2 separate regions of the Zea mays genome follow, and region 1 is linked to region 2. A link is a contact called in public Hi-C data. All regions are on one chromosome and are shown on one strand. The core of a region is the stretch at or near the end of the contact, and the rest is flanking DNA. Distances in the headings are between cores, read along the strand shown.

Region 1 (5,756 bases), core at 2,146-4,645, 220 kb after region 2:
ATCCATAGAGAGAAAAATACTGTAGAAGCCGCAGCCGTAGCCGGATTGCAGCCGCAGCAAGCCGCAGCGAACAAGCTGAAAGCTCCCTTCGCTTTGGACTTTGGTCATCATAGAGTCAGACAGTACGAACCACCTACATAAAATTTCCGGAAACCGATACTGCGGCATGCATATGCATGACTCGCAAATGTCGTCCTGAGAGTGAAGTGGGGCCGGCCGGCATGAAGATTAGAGAAGGTATCCAGGACACCAGCGCAAGCGTTTCTTCGCTTGTACAGTACGATACTAAGGAGCAAGCGGTTTTTCCTAACATGCTGTAACGTGTCAGACAGACCATCTTCTTTACCAACTCTAGTAAGTAGTACGTACTCCTTCCTTCCTATATAGCTAGTTTCTCTCCAGTCCAGTCGTCTCGTCTCCATGCATGCACAGCACAGCACAGCACAGAAATAAATTAGGCACCCGGAAGGAGTGGTGAGTGCCCTTTGCTTCCTGCGAAATCTATCAGACGTCGTCGATGCACTTGCCATTACATTTACCGGTACCCGCTCCGTGCGCGGGGGGGGGGGGGGGGGGGGGGGGGGGGGGGGGGGGGGGGGGGGGGGGGGGGGGGGGGGGGGGGGGGGGGGGGGGGGTGCTGTAGTGCTGTACCAAAGGACAGGTACTGGTAGCTAGCTAGCAAAAGCACGCATCCAATCCAATAGGGTAATTCGACGCATCCAAAAACGGGCCCAAACGAGGAGGATCATAATCCAACAACAGCGCCGGACCAACCCCCCCCCCCCCCCCCCCCCCCCCTTTTCTTTCTTTTTCACAGCGAGCGAAGTGGTTGGAATTGGATCCAATGCTCTGGCCGGCCTGCACTGCAACCATACCCAAACCCCACATGCCGTACCACGCTGCTACACGTACAGGATGCTGGCATCTGGTAATAGATCCCAACAATAATCACTCTTTACGTTGCTGCTTTTGTCTTCATTGGGTTCGGAGACCTGACCATGACCATTCAGGTTGAACATGAGCTGTGTGTGTGTGTTTTTGCATTGCAAGATATGCCAAGACTCCGACGATCACGTGCACCTTTTTCAGTTTTTTCACCCTACTCTCTGCTGGTTAGCAGGAGTGCTCCGTACTACTTTTTGGTTTGGTTGCTCACACCACACTCACCCTCTCACGCTTCTGATCGTGGGTCCTGTGGCTTTAATTTGTGAGCCGTGAGTCCCCCTTTATCATTACAGCGATCGGTTCAGCAGCAGAGAGCGAATCGTCGTCTTGCTCGCCGAAACGCAGACAAGATTGGGATTTCACAAAAAACAATGAAACAACTAGGAGTACAGTATGAAGGCTCACACTAGCTTTGAAGTCTGAACTTTAGACCTGCTTGTTTACTCTTCCTCTAGGAGCTCTGCATTATACAAATCTCAAAAACATGCTAAGAAAGAAAGCCGGGGTGGGGGAGGCTAAGAAAAACAACTCCCTAGAATTATTTTCTAAGGTGTCAGAAACTCAAAGGTCCGAGAAGAAAGGTTCAAGCAAAAAAAAAACACGAGAAATCGAGAGAGAAACAAAAAAAAAATTGAAGATTTCGGAAAAGATAGTCTGGTGAAAATACAAAGGAAAAACTGGAGGGAAAAACTCCTAGAAAATAAAGATCAGTTTTTGGTTGCGCTGAATTATTATTCCTGGGCTATTGGATCAGACTCTAGAGAGAGCAAATGACCAGACGGCGTCCCTAGATGAGCTGACGGAAGTCCGGCCCTATGTGGCTGTGGACCAAGAAGTCGTCGCCGATGAGCGGCGCCGCCGGCCCGTCGAACAGCAGCGGGCTCGGCGCGTGCATCAAGTTCAAGGTCCCGCCGGCGCCGACGTGGGCGAGGGCCTGCTGCGGCTGGTACTGGTGGTGGTGGTGCGGGTGCGCCTCCTTCTGGCGCTGCAGCTCCAGCACCTTCCGGTGGGAGTTGGAGTGCTTCGACACCACGAAGGTCGGGCTCGCCGCCGGCCGGTACTCCGGCACGAGGCGGCCCGACTTGTACCGCACGCCGCACGCGTTGCACAGCGTCTTGGGGCCCAGCGGCCCCGTCCTCCACTGAGGCGTCTTGTCGGTCTCGCAGTGCAGGCACCGCCGCCCCTCCCCCGCGCCCGCCGCCGCGGCGTTGTTTGGCACCGGCGGCAGCGACGGCGACGGCGCCTCCTTCTTCTTCGCAGGCTTCAACGGCTTCCTGGCCGGGAACGCCAGCGCCGCGGTGCCGGAGCCGGACTCGGACGGCGAGATGGCCGCGGACGGCGGCGAGCCGGGACTAGGTGGCGGGAGCACGACCAGGCGGGAGGCCCAGCTGCATGGCGCGACGCGCGACCGCTTGCTGCGTGCCTTGCCCAGCACGGGCGCCTCCTGTGGCAACACGCCAGCGGCCGGCTGTGCCTGTGCGGCGGCGGGCGCGGGCGCGGGCGCCATCGCGGTTGCAGCCGGCGGAATGCCGGTGATGAGCTGCAGCTTCTTCAGATCCTCCGTGGGAAAGTTGTCCTCGCCCAGGTAGTTGGACAGCCATTCCAGCTCCGCTAGTTGGTCGTACTGCGCAGGCGCAGGGATTCATTCAGAGCAAGGAAAAAACCGGTCAGCAATGGAGCCGTCAACTAAAAGTCAATGAATCAGCTCAGCACCCAACTATTTTTTCGAGTGGTTGCCTGCAGAGTGCAGTGGCGAGCGTTCAGGATGACGCCGCTATTTCTGGGTCGCATGAGTTACTACTATTCAGGGGTGACGTTTCCCTCCATTGGAAGAGAAATTTAATGGGTGCCGGTGGAGCTCGGACGGATCAGCGGAACCGTGAATTCTTCCGACAAAACGCGTAAAAAACCGAACAGTTCGCCGGAATTCATGGAAGAAAACAACGAGAGGCTTTGGCGGGAGTTTTACCGGCTCGCACAGCCCGCCGGAGAAGTCCCCGTCGGCGAGGCCGGAACCCGAGATGGAATTGCTGCAGCTGTCCAGCGCAGTCACCGCCGACGATTCGTTCTTCGACGCGTTACCGGCGGCACCCTCCTCCCCGCCGGCGCCACAACCCCGGTCCAACACCGCAGCCTGCTTACTCCCGTCCCCTTCCCAGTCGCCCACCACCGTCTCCTCGTCGTCGTCGTCGCACGGCAGGTCGAGTAGGTCGTCGACAAGGAAGAGGTCCGCCTCCTTCTTCACACTCCCGCCGCCCGCGCACTCGGCCGAAACCTCCATTCACCGCAGAGAATTTGTCTGTTGTTCCCTTCCTCCACTCCCTCGCCTCCGCTTATTTCTGTCCTGATTTTTTTCTGCGCGCGTAGAGTGGCAGGCGGAAATAGAGAGAGAGAGAGAGGAGAGAGAGAGAGAAGGAGAAGGGTTTAATTGGGACGCGTCCCGCGTCCGTGGCGTTGGAGGGCGGAGTGGAGGACGACGAGGAGGGGGAAGGTCAGCAGAGATGAACGGTTCCGAAGGAGTAAATAAAGCCAAGCCACAGCCGTGTCCACAGGCACTCCCTCCCGGCTGGAAACTACTACAGGCAGCTGTAATTGCCTGTTAAAACAATGAGACGTATCTCTTTTTTACAGCAGTAAAAAAATCCCGATATTAATGGTGGTTGTAAAAACTAAAAATAGGGCGGAAGAAAAAAATCAGACATGTTTGGAGGCTTCACAGTCGAAGTCGAGCAATGACAGCTGTTGTAGTGCTGCTCGACAGGAGAAAAAACAAGGAGAAATTGATGGCTGCAAATGGAAGTAACGAGTTCCTCGATTTGTTGCGTTTACCGCGTGGGTAATTGCTGCAGTGTGCTTGAGTTTTTATCGTACTCTGGCTGCAAGCTAAAATTTTGCACGTCCCCCTATCATACCAAGGCTATTAGGAACTATCAACGTACTCTTATCACGTACAAAAGTTTATCAATCGAAAGTTTTAGTTTGATTTTACGTGTATATGTACGAAGGTGGTTTTGTGCAGTGGCGTAGCTAGAATTTTTTGGTAAGGTATGCCATTAGATTTTTTATAAAAAATTTAATATAATATATAATAATTTGGTATATAATTCAAAATATAAAGATAAAAATAACATATAACACTATAGATTTAACATTTAAGTCTATAAATGTATATATTAGAATGCAAATATAATATATATCAGTATTTTTTATATGAATCTTGGTGGACTGGTGATCCGATGGGCCGGCTTAGGATATGTCGTGGCCCACCTGGACCACCCACTATCTACGCCACTGGTTTTGTGTATACTCTCTATTTGATTGGTTGTCCGCACCATCTTATCTTGGACTATAGTATGTGTTGACTTTGTCTGAGTTTGTATTTGGTTGTGTGCACGTGAGAGAAAGAGACTAAATGATCGAATGCAAAATAAACTATTTTAAGAGCATATGTCTGCACCACGCGCGGGTACCTGCAAAATGGTCGTATCCCCGGGTAGGACGGTGAGAGCCCGCGCGCCCATCCAATCAGGCGATGTATGTGTCCCCTTTAGGGCTTGTTCGGTTCTACCCCAATCCATATGGATTGAGGGGGATTGAGGGGGTTTCAATCCCTAGTAAGTCAAAATCCCCTCCAATCCATATCAATCCCCTCCAATCCATATGGATTGAAAATAACCGAACAAGCCCTTAGTTTTACATCTCAATTGTGTGCTAGACATGCCGAAGCTAAACAAATCACTATGTATAAGTTGATTATTGTGATATTGTCTTATGAAACGTTTCCGTGTACAGGTTTTACGCATATACGGCATGAGGTACATTTTTGTTTCCTGGTGTTCGGCCATGAATTTCGACTTACGTTGGGGGGTGGGGGGGTGGGCTGGTACGGAAAATCGAGCTGAGCTGCGCACTCCGGAGGGCCCGCCGGGGGCACCATCATATAGAAGTAGCATCACATGCATGCTGGGTCATCATAGCATGGCACATCATGTCACGTTATCATAAACTTTGTCCACAAAAAAATGCACCTACGAAGGTTAATCAAACCTACCGTCGTGTGCTACTGTGCTGTGCTACATTGACCCATCGATTCATTAGGGCGAAAGTGTAAAGGGAAAAAAGAATACTCCATCTACTAACGGTGAATCATGAGCACATCGGTACTTGAGTTGTACATTTTTTATATAGAGAGAGCATAGCAAATTCCTTTCTTTTTAACTATAGCAACCTAGCACAGCAGCGTTAAAAAAGGCGTTCCTGTCACCCATGTTATTAGCATAGCAAGCACTGCACCACCGTGATTGTGGCTAGTCGAGCGTGCTGGGGTCACCTCCCCGGAAGGTGCTCATGCTGTCACGCACAGGCCCGCCTCGTGCTACCACGTAACTACCACGTGGCCGAGCCCGCCGCTGTTCGCTCTCGGGCCGTTGGATGACGCAGCGTTAGACACGTGGGAGCCATCGGAGTCAGCCTAGCGATAAAATATTGACGGGCTGTTGGTGGGCTGCGTGACTTGCGTCAGAAATGGTCCGGCCCTGCGTGGTCTCCGATCCCTAGGTGGATTGGCCTTGGAAAGCGTGACAGTGTCTGGGGCGCTTCAGTTTTTTGCTGGGTTTATTCAGGGACGAAAAATGAAAATGTTCATCTCAATTATCGGATTGTCTGTATCCGCTAAAAAGCGTATATACATACTCCTATCCAAATCCAATTTTTAGTATAGAAATTAAAGTGGATATATCTGTATCCATTTAGCAAAATTGAATTTAGATTTTGTCGGGACCATAATTAGGGGTACCCTCAAGGCTCCTAAT
Region 2 (6,212 bases), core at 1,679-4,178:
GTTGTTTCCGCTTCCAAAACTGTTTGGGCATCAAATCCCCGTCTTCATCTGAGGATGATTTCATCGAGTCACTTGACTGTGAACCTAGATGGCACAACCTTGAATCCATTGATGAAGGGTTGCTTATTTTACTGTTTGGTGATGGAGTGTTGCACTCTAGTTCTGAATCTATATGATCTTGTTTCATAGGAGACCTATCCAAACTGATGACTGATGACGAAGCATGCAAATTGAAGGTATTGCATGCAGCTACCTGAGCAAATGCATCTCTAGGAGTTCTCAAGGGAGTATCTTCTTCAATAATTTGTACCTCACCCCACACCTATTGAGAAGAGTAAATGAAGCTAGCTATATTCTTTAAAATGTTCATATTTCAAAAGAATGATAACATGTTTGGACTTACCACCCGATCAACATCAATCCAATGCCTCCTTAAACGAAATCTTTGCTGCCCACGGGCAACAACATTTAATGAACCATCTTCCAACCTTCCAAATTGACGTATCTATAAGGTGAACAAAAATAAATATCAGCTGAGCTGAACAGGGCATTTTAAGAAGAAATTGTTGCAACTTGTGATGTTGATTAAATAACCAAAAGGGAATGAAGCCCACGAGATGCATATTAACAAGTTAATGTTCATAATCATACTAGAGATGAGATAATCTTGAAGCTTTATGCACACAAAATCAATAGTATTTAGTCAGGGGACACATGATTAGACACATGGCAGTTCATACGCGATTCAATTGTTCTTTAGAAGACATCCAACCACATGAAAGTTTGGTGAACAATCGCTAATTGATCTACAAAATGGAACAGAAATCACAGTAGAAACAGGTGTGCAAGACCTCTGCGGTTGTTCCAACTGAAGCAGTAGCATAATGTCGATGATTTGGGAGTCGTCGCATGAGAACCTGGATAATTGGACCATAATCACTACAAATAAAATCAACAAGAAAAAGTAGCAGGCTAGCAGTTGAATTTAACATGATTGGCACGTACCACCCCAATTGTGCATGGAGCATCGACCAGTCTCAAAGCTTTGTCAATAGTTACTACTAATCTATCCTGAATTACTCTGAGAGGCAGGGTAGCTCCAGGAAATAGAACAACGCCTGCAAAACCAAAATGCACAGACCATTATTTCTGATACACTGTTTATGAGAGCTGACAGTTTTAAATTATGGCTGCAATCTGTTAATGCATTGTCCGGCATAGTCAAGTGAAAGATCGGTGGATGTGTGTCTCATCTCTAATGCACAGGCTTTGCAGCCAAGGCGAAGTTTTCTCACATAACCGATATCCATACACATTCAAGGATCCCAAAGAACTAGTATAAATCGCAAATCATTCTTGATTGACAAGAGAAACCCTAATCCTTCTGGACGTTCCTATTGGGCACCATGCAGGAGCTGTTCAATTTCGCATGTCTTATATTTACTGCATAAATATGAATACATTTGTAACATTATTATACTGCTACAAAACAAGATAAACTTCCACATACCCACTAACAGTACTAACAGGTATAGAGAAACTTGTATCCATGCCACTTGAATGATATAATTTAAACAGGAACATGCGAACCACAACTTAGAAGAGCAGATAAAAATATGATGAATGAAAGTACAGTGGAGTTGGAGCAAATGTTACTTATCTCCCTTTAATATAAATACTGAAAAGATGATCAAAAGAAAATAAAGAATGTAGGAGAGAGAATAAGTACAATCAGATATTACCTTGAAGATAAAACATTGGCAAGTTGAGGATTGTGCCACCATCTAAAAGAGTAACTCTACCCCGAGTATCGTCAACCTCTGAGTGATATAAAAAAAAGAGCTTCACAGTTTGCAATCGGCATGATAAACATGTTAAGATTAGGTTGACATTTACCGCCAAGGTATGTGTGCAGTGAAGCTAGAGACCTATTGAATGTGAATGGTCCAGAGGTGCTAGCCACTCCATCTCCATTGTTATCTCTGATAAATAGAAACATTCAAATGGTTGAACAAATTTGGATAAACATCTAAACAATACTACGAAAAAGTCTGTAGGCGGTCTCCAAAGGTACCAAATCTCTGTATAGAAAGAATGAAGTGAATAAGCACAGAAATTGTAAGGCTGAACATTGCTCTAAGCTAACTGCAATTTTCAGCAGTCAACAAACTTATCATGAATTCCATTTGAATCAAAACACAAGGCATTGCAAGAATGGAAAAATAATCGCAAAGAGAGCAAGCTATTATTTTTTCATTCTAAAATGTGAAGGAAAATGGATCTAAAATGTGAAACGTCGGTGAAGGATGCGAAGTTAACACTACCCCGACTTTCCAGAGTTGTTGTTCCTTTAAGCTGAAATCCCCAAATCCCCATCCTAGGCAAATAGACTAGCTCCTCAAGGCTGGATTTCGGACGCTTAAGATCTTCATAAGCTTAACGATCTCCGACCACAGCCTCCAAATTGCCACGTTGAAATGTTACCGAAAACTAACTGCACTGGCTAGGCCTTTGCTAAATCAACTCTACAAGAAATGGATAAGCAACATCGGTACCTACGACAAATACATGGAGCAGCACAGTGGGGCCCACCGTTGGAGGAGGAGGAGGAGGGTAAAATACACGCATGGAGTTGAAGGAAGGATTGTACAGTGGTCTCGTGGCCAGTGTCCTTCGAATCACCTGAGGAAGGCATCGACGTCGTAGTCCTCCTCGTTGCCGTCACCCTCCTCTTCCTCCTCGTCTTCTTCGTTGTCGTCGACGACCTCCACGTTGAGCTCCTCCATGTCGAGCTGCAGGATCTCCTCCATCTGCCGCCGCTCCCGCGGCGGGATCCCCTCCCAGTCCGCCATCACGCCACCGCCCGCCGGTGCCGGGGACGGAGCCAGAGAGTCAGAGACACCACCCCAGAAACGCAAGCGAGATTTGGCCAATCTTCGGTTCGTCTCCTCGCCTTTCTGCTGGGTTGTATGGTGGCCGCGGGCCCGCGGCCCACTTGTCCATTAAGACACTTCTCGACGCGGTCAAGCTCTTTTCCCCTCTAGCGTCAGGCCCACGTGTATACGGCCCAACCATCACTCGCCCTATCCCGGCAGCCCGATTCTGTGGCCTGTCATACCGGCAATTGTGTTCTTGTCGAGTGTAATTGTGATTTTGTCCATCAAAATTCGACTTTGTGATTTCTTGTCTTTTTTTTAAACGAAAAACAAGGCTGTCTCTGTGAAATAGGACATATAAATATAAATTTATCCTTCAATCATAATTGCCACTCCTTTGAAGGATAAAATCACAATTACCACACAACAGGTTTTTCAGTGTAACATACATCCTTCGTCTAGGCTCTTAAGCTAGTGCTGCTGAGTGCCGACTAGCTAAGTAAGAGCAGCCTAGACTGATGTGGTCTGGTCAAAAAAACTCGATGGAGTTCGCGTCGTGAGATTCTTTGATGTTTGTGTTTATGTGCAACTGTTCAGAAGAGTCAGTAACCATTGAGAGGCTTTGGTTTCGCTGGTCGATAATGTAAGCAGCAGTGTTGGAAATAGATGACCGGAGCGGCAAACGTGTCGTGAGTTTGATGTCTCTAGCTGAGTTGGTTAGGTGGTCTAATCAGCCTAAATTTGACTCGGTTGTCTCTATCGGACACCTGATGCACGTTACTCAACTAACATTAACCTCTACTTCTGTATTTTTGGCACAAACTGGAAAAAAAACTTTATTAAGATAAGCATTTGGTAAATATCTCTCTTAACTTCTCCCTAGTTAACTTATTCCTCAATGGGGAAGTGACTTAGTACTCGGTAAGGACGGAAGAGAAGAAGAAAAGACAACAATATTCCTTTTCCTCCATTTCATATCTTTGCAAGGCCCTGAGCATATGGTGATTTCATGGGCCACACGCCCACACAGCCTATGGTTGCTCTATTTTCGAACGTTTTGTTTGAATGTTCATGTGCGTTGGGGTGGTTGGATATACTAGAATTTTAAATGAAATTTATGTTAGATCGTTCTGACCTATATAGATTGATATAGTTTTCCACGCAGAAAACGACCCCAAGCCTGCACCGCGGACCATCTGCACTGCACGGCAGCGCCGGCCTGCGTGGAGCGATTTGGCTCAGCACGGCCGGCTTCGTTCGAAAGTGGAAAAAGTTGACAAGCAGTACGCGAGCGCGGGAGCACGATTGGAATTGTTTGACGTCGTCGACGCTGCCGAACGTGCCGGCCACCAATTGGTTCCCCGCGTCCCTGCCCTGCCAATGCTGCCATCACCGAGGAAAAATCTCGGTTTTACCCATGGATAAATAAAAATATCAGGAGTGGAGTGCCATTTCGGGCTAGTAGCGGTACGGTGACATAGCTGCGGAAGGCCATTCCCGTGGTTTCTTGAGGAGCCGAGGGCTCTCTCGGCTTTAATTTGGGCTCCACAAAGCTTCCAAAGCGTCACGCGCGGGCACGCTTTATGAATGTTGGAGGCTTTAGACTGTGTTCAACGGACGCCGCTACCACTCCCCTCCCCTAACACTGTAGCCGTTTTAGGGGCTACAGTGCGCCCCTATTCTCTTCACCGCCTTCCTCCTCCTCCTCCTCCTCCTCCTCTCCCCTCCCGATTCCTTCTCTCTCCCGCTAAATGGATGGGCACGCTACGGCGCTCGCGTGCCCTCCGGTTGCTAGCTTCCCAGAGAAGCCCGCGCGGTCGGAAAACTCCGAGGAGCGAGCTCCAGGCGACTCCACGGACACCGCACCACCGCCGGAGATATTTGCCGTGGATCCGCCATCCGCCGCGATTGATTTGCCTTGCTCCGGGCGGCGAGCAGCAGATGCCGCCGTCCACGCGGATCCCCTCGGCAGCTTCGCCGAGCGGCGACCCGGTCGATCCGTGCGAAGACGCCGCCGTCGGTCGTGTTCGCACGCCAGTTCGTCGTCTGCGGGACTCACGTCAAGGCGACATATTCCAATCGGCGACATATCGACGCTCACCAGATCTGCTTCTTTCGAGCTGCGACGTCGAAGGTACGCCCCTTTCTCTCCTCCCAGTTTTTCATGTCGGATTCAATCCGTGACCCAAAAACATCTCCGTGTCTTTAAACCGTACCGTTTACATGTACATGTACTTGATTTAGTAGCTGGATTAATTTGTTCATGGCGATTTGGCCAGTTAGGGTTTACTGGTTGTCCCCATCGCCTATTGTTAGGCTTTTACACTTACCTGATCCGTCGTTATCTTGTAGAGCATGTGCAAGCCTAATAGTTTTTCGAGCATACGATACAACACGAAGAGTCGGGTGTGATTTTCATAGTCGTCATCGTGGCGTGCTTATTGTTTGTTCAAGCACCTAAGTCGATCAGCTCAAATAATATGTGCTCATGTCAGTTGTATGTTCATTGCTCAGTCTTGCTGGTACACAATTCATTGTTCATATTGGAATGCCAACAACTAAGCACGAATTACCGTTCATTTCCTCATGACAACCCCTTTGTTTGATGCATACCCCTTTTTTTGCATTCTAATAAGTTACTCTGTTTATGAACTCCACTTAGTTAACATACAACCCCTTTGTTTGATACATCAGTAAACATTGCATGCAACTAACGAAACCTTCACTTATTATGCAGCTTCAAATATTTATTTCATTATTTGACGTCCACTTCAACTAACTGAGGTTCTAAATCCTTTTTTCGCTTTAGTTATTTGTTTATAATCAACTTGTTAAGTGTACTGTCCATGTCTGAAGTCTGTGCTCCCATGTTTGTTGTGCAAGTTCATTTTATTAGAAGCCACGAACATAGTCACCCAGGCATGGATACTGTGATCAATTAATTTACAGGGCATACACATTGCAACCAACAATTGTTGGTAAATTGCAACAATTGTTTAGTTTGTAACTGTTTCACATTTGTTTATTGCATTGGTACCAACTTTTGTTTCCTAACTGACATTAACACTTGAATTTACCCAAATAGTAACCGAAGTGCCCCTAATTTTTTGATGTATGCACCTTGTCTAGCCAAGGAGGAAGTGCTTGACGATTGAAAACAAGATGAGCAGCCATGATGTCAAACTGGTGCAAAACTTGGTCCTCAATCTTGCTTCCTCAGTGGAAAGTCGTGCAGTCAATATTAGGACCTTTTTAGAAGAGGCTTTCCGTCATTTGGGTGACGAGCATTACCTTCTGAATGCTCTACTTGCTATTCGAAAAGAGGTAGACCTGATG

What was found. Hi-C and Micro-C count contacts between places; a contact is called where the count stands out from the background.
Region 1: a Hi-C map of ear shows a contact between it and region 2, with 3 times the contacts expected there. The contact joins the promoter of LOC100279625 here to the promoter of LOC100193513 in region 2. A contact is called at or near these places in 2 of 25 Hi-C or Micro-C datasets (ear and tassel).

What each region holds. Positions count from the first base shown.
Region 1 is chr6:172,045,686-172,051,441 of Zm-B73-REFERENCE-NAM-5.0, forward strand. It overlaps LOC100279625, which reads right to left and starts at 3,396. Exons shown (of 2, transcript NM_001152621.1): 1 at 2,915-3,396; 2 at 1,360-2,569. The coding sequence starts at 3,226. The coding sequence ends at 1,733.
Region 2 is chr6:171,826,774-171,832,985 of Zm-B73-REFERENCE-NAM-5.0, forward strand. It overlaps LOC100193513 (ATP-dependent protease La (LON) domain protein), which reads right to left and starts at 2,929. Exons shown (of 10, transcript NM_001138625.1): 1 at 2,683-2,929; 2 at 1,897-1,982; 3 at 1,743-1,820; 4 at 1,006-1,118; 5 at 852-917; 6 at 404-505; 7 at 1-322. The coding sequence starts at 2,852.